2 separate regions of the Oryctolagus cuniculus genome follow, and region 2 is linked to region 1. Evidence: chromatin contacts called from public Hi-C data. All regions are on one chromosome and are shown on one strand. Each heading gives the region's core, a stretch centred on a gene start, on an enhancer-like site or on the middle of the called end of the contact. The rest is flanking DNA. Distances are from core to core; before and after follow the strand shown.

The links. A called contact is a pair of places that touch in the nucleus more often than the background predicts.
Region 2: a contact with region 1 is called in a Hi-C map of psoas muscle, with 4 times the contacts expected there. The contact joins the enhancer-like site here to the promoter of DCLK1 in region 1. A contact is called at or near these places in 3 of 6 Hi-C or Micro-C datasets (ear pinna, psoas muscle and an unstated tissue).

Annotation. Positions count from the first base shown.
Region 1 is chr9:78,002,258-78,007,648 of mOryCun1.1, forward strand. DCLK1 (doublecortin like kinase 1) reads left to right here and starts at 2,062. Exons shown (of 17, transcript XM_070049012.1): 1 at 2,062-2,832.
Region 2 is chr9:78,160,569-78,165,711 of mOryCun1.1, forward strand. All of the region lies in intron 3 of DCLK1 (doublecortin like kinase 1), which reads left to right. Among named protein-coding and RNA genes, the nearest start is that of DCLK1, 160 kb to the left of the region's middle. Within about 2 kb of position 3,168, at least 2 of the 8 cell types and tissues checked have an H3K27ac peak or open chromatin away from gene starts, as enhancers often do.

The DNA of each region.
Region 1 (5,391 bases), core at 812-3,311:
ATGCATATATATCAGATTATTCATTAATTTTATATCAGAGTAGGTGAAAATGTTCTTATTAAAAATTTTGGCCAAAGTAGACAGAATTGTATCCACCACTGAAGGAGGCAGTGATCACAACATCAATGAATTGTTTATTCTCTGTTATGAAGTAATAAACTCTGATTAGAAGCATTTTCCAAAAGATATGACTTTGCTTTTGATATTTGATATTGCTTCATAAGCATATGACCATAGCAATGGGAAAACTGATTTGAATGTTAAAGCACAAGGATTTTCAAAACTAGATTTGGGCTTGACATTTACCAGCTACATGACTATGGGCAAATGATGTAACCTATCTATGTCTAACTTCCTTCATCTGTCAGATGAGGATAATATGAGTAGTACTTTGCATGATTCTTGTGAGAATCAAATCAGAAAATGTATAAGAGTCCCCGACACGGCAGAAAGCAAGCACTTGGTTAGTGGGAGCCACTGACAGAGCCACAACCATGCCACAGTCATTTTGTAGGATGTGGAATTGTGGATGATTGGAGGAGCAACTGGGATAACACAACTTAAATGGCATCAGCTAGAGTGAGATTTCCATTAACTTCACATGTTCATGGGGAAGAAAATATGTTAATTCCAATCACTTCTCTGATAAATAGCTTAGTAATGTAGAGGAACATAACATCAGTGTTTGAAAATTACTTGAACTAGGATAGCCTTGTTAATTGTCATTCAGATTAGGAATTATTATTGAAAATGAGTTAGATTTACCAAAGGCCTAAGCCATCCTGGAAGTCACATGCTCACTTTTGTAAATAGCATTGTTTCTTTCAGGTACTGGGTACCATTTAGCACCAGTCTTGTTCTGGACTACATATATGACCACGATGCACCACCCAGTGGGTACTATTTAATATCCCATCTACTTAGTTGTCAGTTGCCCCTGGTTTCCCTAGACAGTTACTGATGCCCAAAGATTTCAAGTGAGAGCACTTTGCCGTTTAGAATCAAACACAACAGTGTTTCTTTGACCACATAATCTGCATGTAGAATGGCTAGGTCAGAGGTATGAGTTACGTAAAGTGCCTAATCATGACCCTGATAGAATATCCATAGGGGTTAAGAGATGGAATTTGTTTCTCAGTTTAGCATTTTTGGCAGAAATCACTTGGCATTTGCCACTAGGAGAATAACAAGAAGCTCTGATTTCTGTTCTTAAGAAAATATATTTGGCTTCTTTCTTGCTGTTACCCCCTGGGCTTTTTTTGCATCAGAATATGAAGGAAGAGTCTCAGTACTTTGCATTTAGTTAATTTGGTAAGTTCATTGTACTGTCATCCCTGGGTTATTAAATAGCTCAAAACTAAATACTACATCATTAATTGAATATGTAACATGCATCTCACTTGAGCTGTGTTTTATGGCAAGTGGTAATTATTTAGTTAAAATTTACATAATACTTTGAAAGTATTTCAGAACAGCCCCTATGAGTAATAAATAGTCAAATACATAACTGACTCAGATGACCAGAGATAACTACAATTCTGGTTTTCTGTTGAGAGGTGTAGGGTCAAAAAGAAAGGAAAAACACATATATGTTTGGATCAGTGTCTGTATGTATGTTGGGCCAAACACATGTCTCAAGTGACAAGGCTGAAAGTCAAGAACTCGACTGGACCAAAATTCAGCCTGTACACTGAGCCAGTGTAAGTTTTTATGGAAATCTGGGACCTGTTCCCACTCCCTGTACTTTTATGCAAGACCGACGGGAGGAAGCTGTGAACACTGTGGGCTCCGAGAACATTCCTGCTCTGTGAGGATAGGCCTCCCTGAGCTCATGGGGCTTTCCACTGCTGTCCGCCAGTCCTGGCAGCCACAAAATGTCCAGTGAGGAAACCTGACCCTTAAATGATCAAGGACTTATTGTGACATATTCAGCTCTAAGCACAGATCACTCTTTCAAGGGTGACTCACATTTTGGGGTCAGGTGGAGTTGACAGGTGGGATGCATAAGGCTATCTGGCCCTTCCCTATTAAGGGTCCGAGGGCAACACCAGAGTGCATAGCTTGGGAGGGTCCTGGTCGGTCCTCCAGCTGTGTGGATGCAGCCTGGTCAAGAAGTGACAAGAAGGTGGGGGATCCCACTGGCTTCCAGAATGCTAGGAAAGGCGTCAAGCCATGAGGCATCAAATGGTGTGGATGTGAAGACAGCAGGAACTTGCTCCCTCTGAGAGGGCCTCACCTCTGGGTCACCTCACCTATCTACTCTGCACACTTCCTGGGTCAGCCCTATCCCTGGCTGTCTTCTCTTCCTCCGTCCTAGGGCCACCAAGCCAACTGCCCCCATTGCGTCTGGGAACTGGGGAGGTTTGGGGGTTTAGGCAAGCCTGAGGCGCTGAGGTCCCTGAGGCGGGAGAGGAGAAGGAGGAGAACCCGGGGCGCAGCCGTGGTGGGTGCGCCCTGCCAAGAAGGGCGGAGGACGGGGCGCGCACGCGGAGGAGGAGACGGAACGAAGAGGGAGGGCGTGTGAGCGAGTGAGACACAAGAAAAGGGAGCGCGCCCGCCGCCGCCGCCGCCCTCCTCAGGAGAGAGAGGCTGGAGTGAGGCTGTGCGAAGCGCCGCATTTCAATGAGGACGGGCCAAGGCGCATCCCTGCACTAGCGGCCACCGCAGCCCAGACGCCCCCGCTCCCGCAGCCGCTGCCGCCCAGCCCGCCCCCGCTGCCGCCCCCCGCCCCAGCCCCACAGCCCCGGCCGCGCCCAGCCCGGCGAGGACAGCACCAGAAGGCGGCCCCCAGCGCGGCCACAAAGACCCACGGCGGCAGCTCTCTGCGGACCGGTGCGTGGTTTGCCTTCGCTGGGAAAGGGCGCTGCGGGGAGGGTCGCCTGGGGCCCCCGCAGAGTCCGCTCCGCCCGCAGCCGCGGGGCGCGGAGGGCAGGTCGGGCACTCGGACTGGCCGTGGCCGCCACGCCCGCGGTTCCTCGAAAGGCGGCGGCTGTGCCCTGGCCAGCCTGGCCCGGGCCGGGGGTGTTGTGTGCGGGCGGCCCCAGGGCTGCTGGCACCTGCCTCTTTTGTCTGGTGCCACCGGGCTTTAAACCGGGAGTGAGGCGAGAGGGCCCGCAGGTTTCAAGTCGCGCTGTTAGCGGCGAGGGAGAGAGCCGGGGCGGAGGAGCTGGGAGAGGGGCTTGTCATTGTCAGAACTGGCTGCGGAGCGAGGACCAGGTCTGCGCCTGCAAGGAGTGGCCGGGCCAGGCCTCTTATTGTGTGTGCTTTTCCCGTGTGCCCGGGAGGGTGGTGTGCGCCTGGTGGTGGGGGCGTCTCGAGCGTGGTGGTGACTGCGTGTAGGTGTAGCAAGTGCTTTTGTCGGGTCTCAAGTTCCTACGGGGACAGCAAGGCTGCCTCATGTACAAATTAGTACCTGCAGTGCTAAAAGCATGCGGAGAGGAAATGGCATTTTCCTCCTAGCGGGAGTGCAGGCACAGCCCCGCATTGCCCCACAAAAGAGGCTGGTTTTGAAAGCCCAGGTTTGCGCGGAATCGATGCTGGTTTGGCAAGGAGATGCTTGTCGGTGATGGAGCGGATGAAAGCTTTCATTCAAACGGGTTCCCTCTCTGCCGCACCTGTGCATGTGTGCCCAGTTTACAATGCACACGCGTTCAGCTGCCACACTCAGGGTGTTCCCTGAATATGCTTTATAACTGCTCCTAAATATATCACCTTTCGGTGGGGAAGGAAACTAGGGCAGCATTGTAAGTATGAGATGTCGCATGAATGCGGGTCAGAAGGGATTGTTAAGAGAGGCCATTTGTAGACAAATTATAAAAGATAAGCACACACCCAGTGATGGCTAGCTCCATGGTGGTGCATGCGCTCAGGAGGTATGCGTGTGCCTTTTATTCCACCCCTGTCCATCCACCTGAATGCTATGCCTGGGAAAGTCCAGGTCCAGCATCTTTTTAAACGTTATAGCATTAATGCCAAATCCTTTCTTGGTGTGTGTGCCCGTAAATTTCTGAAACAGGAACTCATGTGCTCATCTAGAGAAGCAGGAACACAGGAATGCCTCAAAATGGTGAGAAATCCCACAGAGAACAAACAAGGATGCTAGTTTCTTGGCAGGGCAATATTTATAGAAAAATCTCTGATAAGAGCCAGGCACCCTCACCCCAGAACTTCGCTTCCTGATGTTCATGTGGTCAAGAGACTGTGGTTACTCCCTTGATGCCAATGCACATGTGTCCCCAGGTCCTTAGCCACCTATGGTCTCTGATCACAGGGCTGTGGGTTCTAGCAGGCCTCCCATGCAGGAAGTGTGAACCTGAGCATGCCTGGTGTCTTTTTTCAGAAATTCATGGTCCCCCTGTGTGGCTAAGCCAGCTGAATTGCTGAGACAGCCAAGGCGAGGGAAAGAGCTCCTATTCTGGTGCTTCACATGCTGACGAGAGCAGCCCAGAGTGTAGTGGTAGCTGTAGCCTTGACAATGATTTTACTTTGAGGGTGATCCTTCTTTGTTAACAACAGCATTGCCCATTCTGGGCAGGCTCAGTGATGGGAAGTGAAAGATGTGATTGCTGTCCTGGAAGATGATATCCCATGATCCTCTTTGAGAAAATTAGCAAATAAAATAAACTTATCACTACTGTAAATTGATCTCTCTCTTTTTGGTTTTCATTTGTTTTGGAGTTCTTGTTCCAAAAAGCCCCTTTCCTCTAGGGCATTCAAACAGTTGCCAAATTATTTGGCCTTGACCTTGGCACTCGTCTGATGATGCAACTGCACTACCCTTTGCTGTGGCTCTGCTTGTTTTCTTTTAGTTTATATCAATTTGGGAGGAAACTCTGACAGTTGGAAGAATGATCACTGGCTTTAAAAAAATAAAATCAAAAGCCAGGTTGGCCTTTAGAGTAAGTTTTGCAGAGTTTGGTGAGTTGGCCTAAGTACTGGCAGTATCTTCCCTGTCATCCCCAAGACACCCAGCCCTTTGGGAAGACCAGAGAACTCATTTTAAAAGCATATGAATAAAAAAAGTAGAAGTAGCTACCAATATCATGGGTGAAATGCTCATTGTCTTACAAAGTAATGCCCACAGGATTGGATATTAACTGCTAGTTGCTTTAATGTTACTCAACTTCAAAATCAATGAAACTAGTTCATAGCTATCAATATATGGTGTAAATTTCCTGGAAAAATGCAAATTTAAGCTATTATGAGTTATTAAAAGGCATGAAGTAGTTTCATATTTGGAAGAAAAGCTATACTGAATTCATCATAATCCAGGTTTAAATCATTTCCACCTGCACCTCCAGGCATCTCAGCCAGGTCAGCTTTAGAATCACAAGCTGTTGAGGATATTAAGAGGCCTGGAGGCAACTCATTCCTCTGAATATACACAAAGTC
Region 2 (5,143 bases), core at 1,918-4,417, 160 kb after region 1:
TTTGTGCTAGTCTCCACTGAACTTGACTCCCCTCATGCTCTTGGTAATAGGAGGACTAAGAGGTGATGAGCAGTCCTAGCATGAATTTGACCATGTTTGGCTCCTTGGCAGAAGTTATTCTTCCAGAGATTAACTGTCAACCATGGTTAGAAAAGAAAGCTCTTGGAGAGGCATCTTCCTGTGCATCCCTTAACTTATATTTTTCTTAAGATTTATTTATTGGGGCCGGTGCCGTGGCTCACTTGGCTAATCCTCTGCCTGCAGTGCCGGCATCCCATATGGGCGCCAGGTTCTAGTCCTGGTTGCTCCTCTTCCAGTCCAGCTCTCTGCTGTGGACCCGGAGGGCAATGGAGGATGGCCCAAGTGCTTGGGCCCCTGCACCCACATGGGAGACCAAAAGGAAGCACCTGGCTCCTGGCTTTGGATCGGCGCAGCACCAACCGTAGCGGCCATTTGGGGAGTGAATCAATGAAGAAAAACCTTTCTCTCTGTCTCTATCTCTCACTAACTCTGTCAAATAAAAAACTAACTAAATAAATAAAAATTAAATTTAAAAAAAGATTTATTTATTTATTTGAAAGGAAGAGTTAGAGAGGGAAAGACAGAGTGGGGTGGGGGTGGGGTAGAAGCGAGAGAGAAACAATGATATCTTCTATCCACTGGTTCACTCCCCAGATAGCCACAACAACCAGACTGAGCCAGGCTGAAGCCAGGAACCTGGAACTCCACCCGAGCCTCTCACATGGGTGGCAGGGCACAAGCATTTGAGCTATCTTCTGCTGCTTTTCTAGGTACATTAGCAGGGAGCTGAATCAGTAACAGAGCAGCCAGGATTCGAATCGGCACCCATATGGGATGCCTGCACTACAGGCTCAACTTAACCTGCTACACCTCAGTGCCAGCCTCACATCCGTTGACTTTATAAAGATTTCCTATAGGAAATTCAGTAGATAAAGCAGATGAAAAAAATCAGCTTATTCTAATGAATGGACTTTGAATGCTGCTGAATCATCTGTCTCTCCCCCAAAGGATGTGACTTGGTAAATAAGTGTTAGAATTTTGGAAACTAGTATCTCCAATCTGAAGACTGGGAGGAAAGCATTTGCTTGTGCTGGGTTGTTTATAGAAATTTTTATTTTGTTTTGTTAACCTTCACATTGTGCTCTCAGGGTGGGCCCATTCTGGCTTTAGAAATTAGTGGAACTTGGGGCCAGCATTGTGGGATAGCGGGTAATGCCACTGCCTGTGATGCTGCTGGCACCCCATGTGGGCACCGGTTCAAGTCCCAGCTGCTCCCTGCTAATGGCCTGTGAAGAGCAGTGGAAGACAAAGTGCTTGGGCCCCTGCTGCCCACATGGGAGACCCAGATGAGGCTCCTGGTTTGGGCCTGGCCCAGCACTTGTCATTGTGGCCTTTTGGGGTCTAAACCAGTAGATGGAAGAGCTCTCTCTCTCTCTCTCTCCCTCCCTCCCTCCCTCCCCCCCTCTTTCTCTCCCTTTCCCTTCCTCCCTCTCTCCCTCCCTCTCTGTACTTTTTCAAATAAATAAATAAACCTTTAAAAAAGAAATTAGTGGAACTTAATGAAGTCTGGCTTCAGTAAGTTGGAATTCACTTCAATTGGTTGCCCTTTGTTAGGTGGTTAGATGGATGATTCTTTCTTTCCCTTGTGAAAAGTGCTGACCACAAGGGCGCTAAGACTCCAACCTAACTCTCCCCCATTCTGGCCCAGCCACCCTCCTAGTGGTGCTGTGGAGCCTTAAGCGAATAATGCATTTCTGTAACCTTTAGACGCTGCTGCAGTATTTTAAATTAGAGCTTTTAGAGGCTCTTGGACTTTCCACCTTGGAAAGGATTTTAAAGTTATATGAATGAAGGGGTCCACCTCACACTCATTAGGATCACTATGACATAAATCAGAAAATAACAAGGGTTTGCAAGGATATGGAGAAAATGGACCCCTTGTGCACTGTTGGTGGGAATGTGAAATGCAGCCACTATGGAAAAAAGTATGACAATGTCTCAAAAAAATAAAAGTAGCATTATCATAGACCAGCCATTCCACCTCTGGGTGTTGAAAGCAGGGTCTCACAGAGGCGTTTGTACGTCTGCAATCACAGCAGCATTATTTACAGTAGTAAAAAGGCAGAAGCACCCCAAGTGTCCCTGGACAAGAGAGTGGATAAACAAGATGTGCTAGATACACACAATGGAATGTTTTTCAAGTTTAGAAAGAGAGGAACACAGACAATGCTTAGGACAGTGAAACAATTGTGTATGATACTATAATAATAGATATATCCTATGAATTTGCCCACAACCTGGGGTGACCCCAGGAGTGAACCCTGAGTGACAGTGATGAGTCATTGTAGGTTCTTGAATTATAACTAATGTACCACTCGGGTGAGGGTTCTTCATAATCACAGAGGCTGTGCAAGTGTGGCAGCAGGGGGCATAGGGGAAATCCCTGAAATTACCTTTTAAATTTTGCTGTCAACCGCAAAAATAAAATCTATTTTTTTTTAAAAAAAAAAGAAGGAACTCTGACATATGCTGCAACATGGATAAACCTTGAGGGTGTTATTCCAAGTGAAATAAGCCACACACACACACACACACACACAAAGACAAATACTTTGGATTCCACTGGCACAAAGTACCTAGGAGATTCAAAATCACTGAGACATAAAGACAAGGGAATCCTCTACATTCAAGTGAATGTAGCTTAATCCACAAAGCAAGACACTGAAAAGTCTACCTGGCCCCATGTGATTCTGTCCACACACAGGTTTTTGGTTAACAGGGGCTGTAGAAGGGGGAATAGGGAGTTAGAGTTGCAGGTTTTGGGGCTGGATGGTGGCCATGCCCACATAACAATGTGAGTGTACATAGCACTTCTCATCTGTACACTTAAAATGCTTAAAATGGTAAATTTTGTGTGTATTGACTACAATGTAAAGTAAACAAGGGCGAGCCTCCTGCTGGTCCCAGGTGTATGAGATGCACTAAACTTCCAAGAGCAAACTTTAGGTTGGGAAATGGCTTACTCAGGATGAACAAAAGAACAGTGTGCTGGGACGCCACTGACTTGATGCCAGAATTGCTCAGGGAATCCTTCATGTCCATAGGAGAGGGACCAGGCCGCCTGCATGTGGCTGCCTCTGCGGAGACAAAGGTCATTTTCAGCCCTTACTGCAGGCTCGCTGCTCTCCAGCTGCTAAGACTTGAATGAGGCCAATGACCGTGATTGGCCGGCCGCCAACAGGATTTGTTCCCTGTGAATCATCACCACTTGACCGAGGAGCCAACTCAGCATCTTCTTAAAAGAAAAAACCATCCAATTCATTCCCTTTTGGCAAAAAAAAAAAAAAAAAAAATGCTGTGAGTCAGTAATTTGGCCCTGGGAGTGGAAAGCAGGGAGAAGTGGGTGGGCCTTTGGGGACCCAGCAGGATGGGAAATTTCTGGAACAATAGCACTCAGGGAACCCTGAGCAGGGCCAGAGGTGGGTCTGAGGCTTTCCAGTCCTCATTACCTCCCCAGGTTTTCTCTCCGGTTGTCTGAGTGCTGACCTGCTGCGGGCATCAGCTGATGTCCCTCGGTGCTGAGGCACCCTTCCGCAGCCTCCCGGACCCAGTAGTGTACAAGGATGCCTCACAGAGTTCATGGACAGAGGGAATTAAAAGATAAGCTTATTTTAGCGCAAGATATTTTGAATTCCCTGCAGACAGGGGGTCTTCAAAAAGCTCATGGCAAACGTGTTTATGGAAAAGCAATGATGGATCTCAAAATTTTTAGCACCAAAAAAATAAGCTTTTAATTCCACTTGCCCGTGACCTTTTTGAAGTGTGCTTGCTTTATCTGATCTTGTATAGTTACTGGACAGCCGCCTGGCACTTGGTCTCCATCCCTGGACTTCTGTCTTTCCAGGGGTCAAGTTGGTCTCCCAGAGACCAGAGACTTGACTTCCATTGGTGTGGTCCCAGGCTTAGCAGAAAACTTACGTGAGATCTGGTACTGCGGTCTCCTTGGCAATTACTAAACTCTGAAGGGCTCAGATTCCTCATTTTAAAAACAAGTATATGCAACTATCTTTCAAGGAGGTTAGCATTCGGAGAACTACGTATGACATCCAACGTTTAGCATTGTGGCTGCCTGGACCTCAGTAAGTGGAGGTTTCTTCTCTTAATTAGTATCATAAGTCATAGTTGTGTGGTATTTGGGAGTTATCCCGAGTTCACAACCCTCTTAGAATATAGTTCCTTCATTCTTCTAGCTCATGTCATTGTCATTTTGTAATATTTTTGCAGGCAATGGAGCATTTAACAGGAAAAAAATGTATGCACATGGAACATAATCTCTTCAGGCTGAGCTTGACTTTCCTGGACTTCTAGTGACACCTTGTGGAGAGATGTAATATTACATGTTGGCTGTTGGAGACTTAAAATTTAATTTCATTATTAAAATGGAAAATTATTCTACAGTGAGCTATTTCTGAGTTTGTCTCCCTTAACTATAATCTTGTTTTGCGGGCTGGTGCTGTGGCACATCAGGTAAAGCTACTGCCTGTGAAACTGTTATCCCATGTGGGAACCAGTTTTTTGATCCAACTCCCTGTTAAAGGCCTGGGAGGACAGTGGAAAATGGCCCAAGTGCTTGGGCCCCTGCCACTACATGGGATACCTGGATGAAGCTCCTGGCTCCTGCATCAGCCTGGTCCAGCTGCCATTTGGCCAGTGAACCAGCAGATGAAAGATATCTTTCTCTTTGTGTAACTCTGCCTTTCAAATAAACACAGATAAATCTTCTTTAAAAATCTTCTTGCAATTTTTATTTATTTTTTGACTTTTTATTTATTTGTTTTAGAGACACAGAAACTGATAGATCTCCCATCTAATGGTTCACTGCCTAGTACCCTCAATGACGAGGGCTAGGCCGAGGCCAAAGCCAGGAGATGAGAATGCAGTCCAGGTGTCCCCCGCAGGTGGCAAGGACTCAATTGCTTTAAGCTGTAACTTTCTGTCGCACAAGGTCTGCATTAGCAGGAAGCTGGAGTCAGGAGTCAGAGACAGGTATGTGGGGTACACGGGCATCTGAACCGGAGTCTTAAGTGCTAGGCCAAGAACCATTCCAGTATAATCTTGTTTT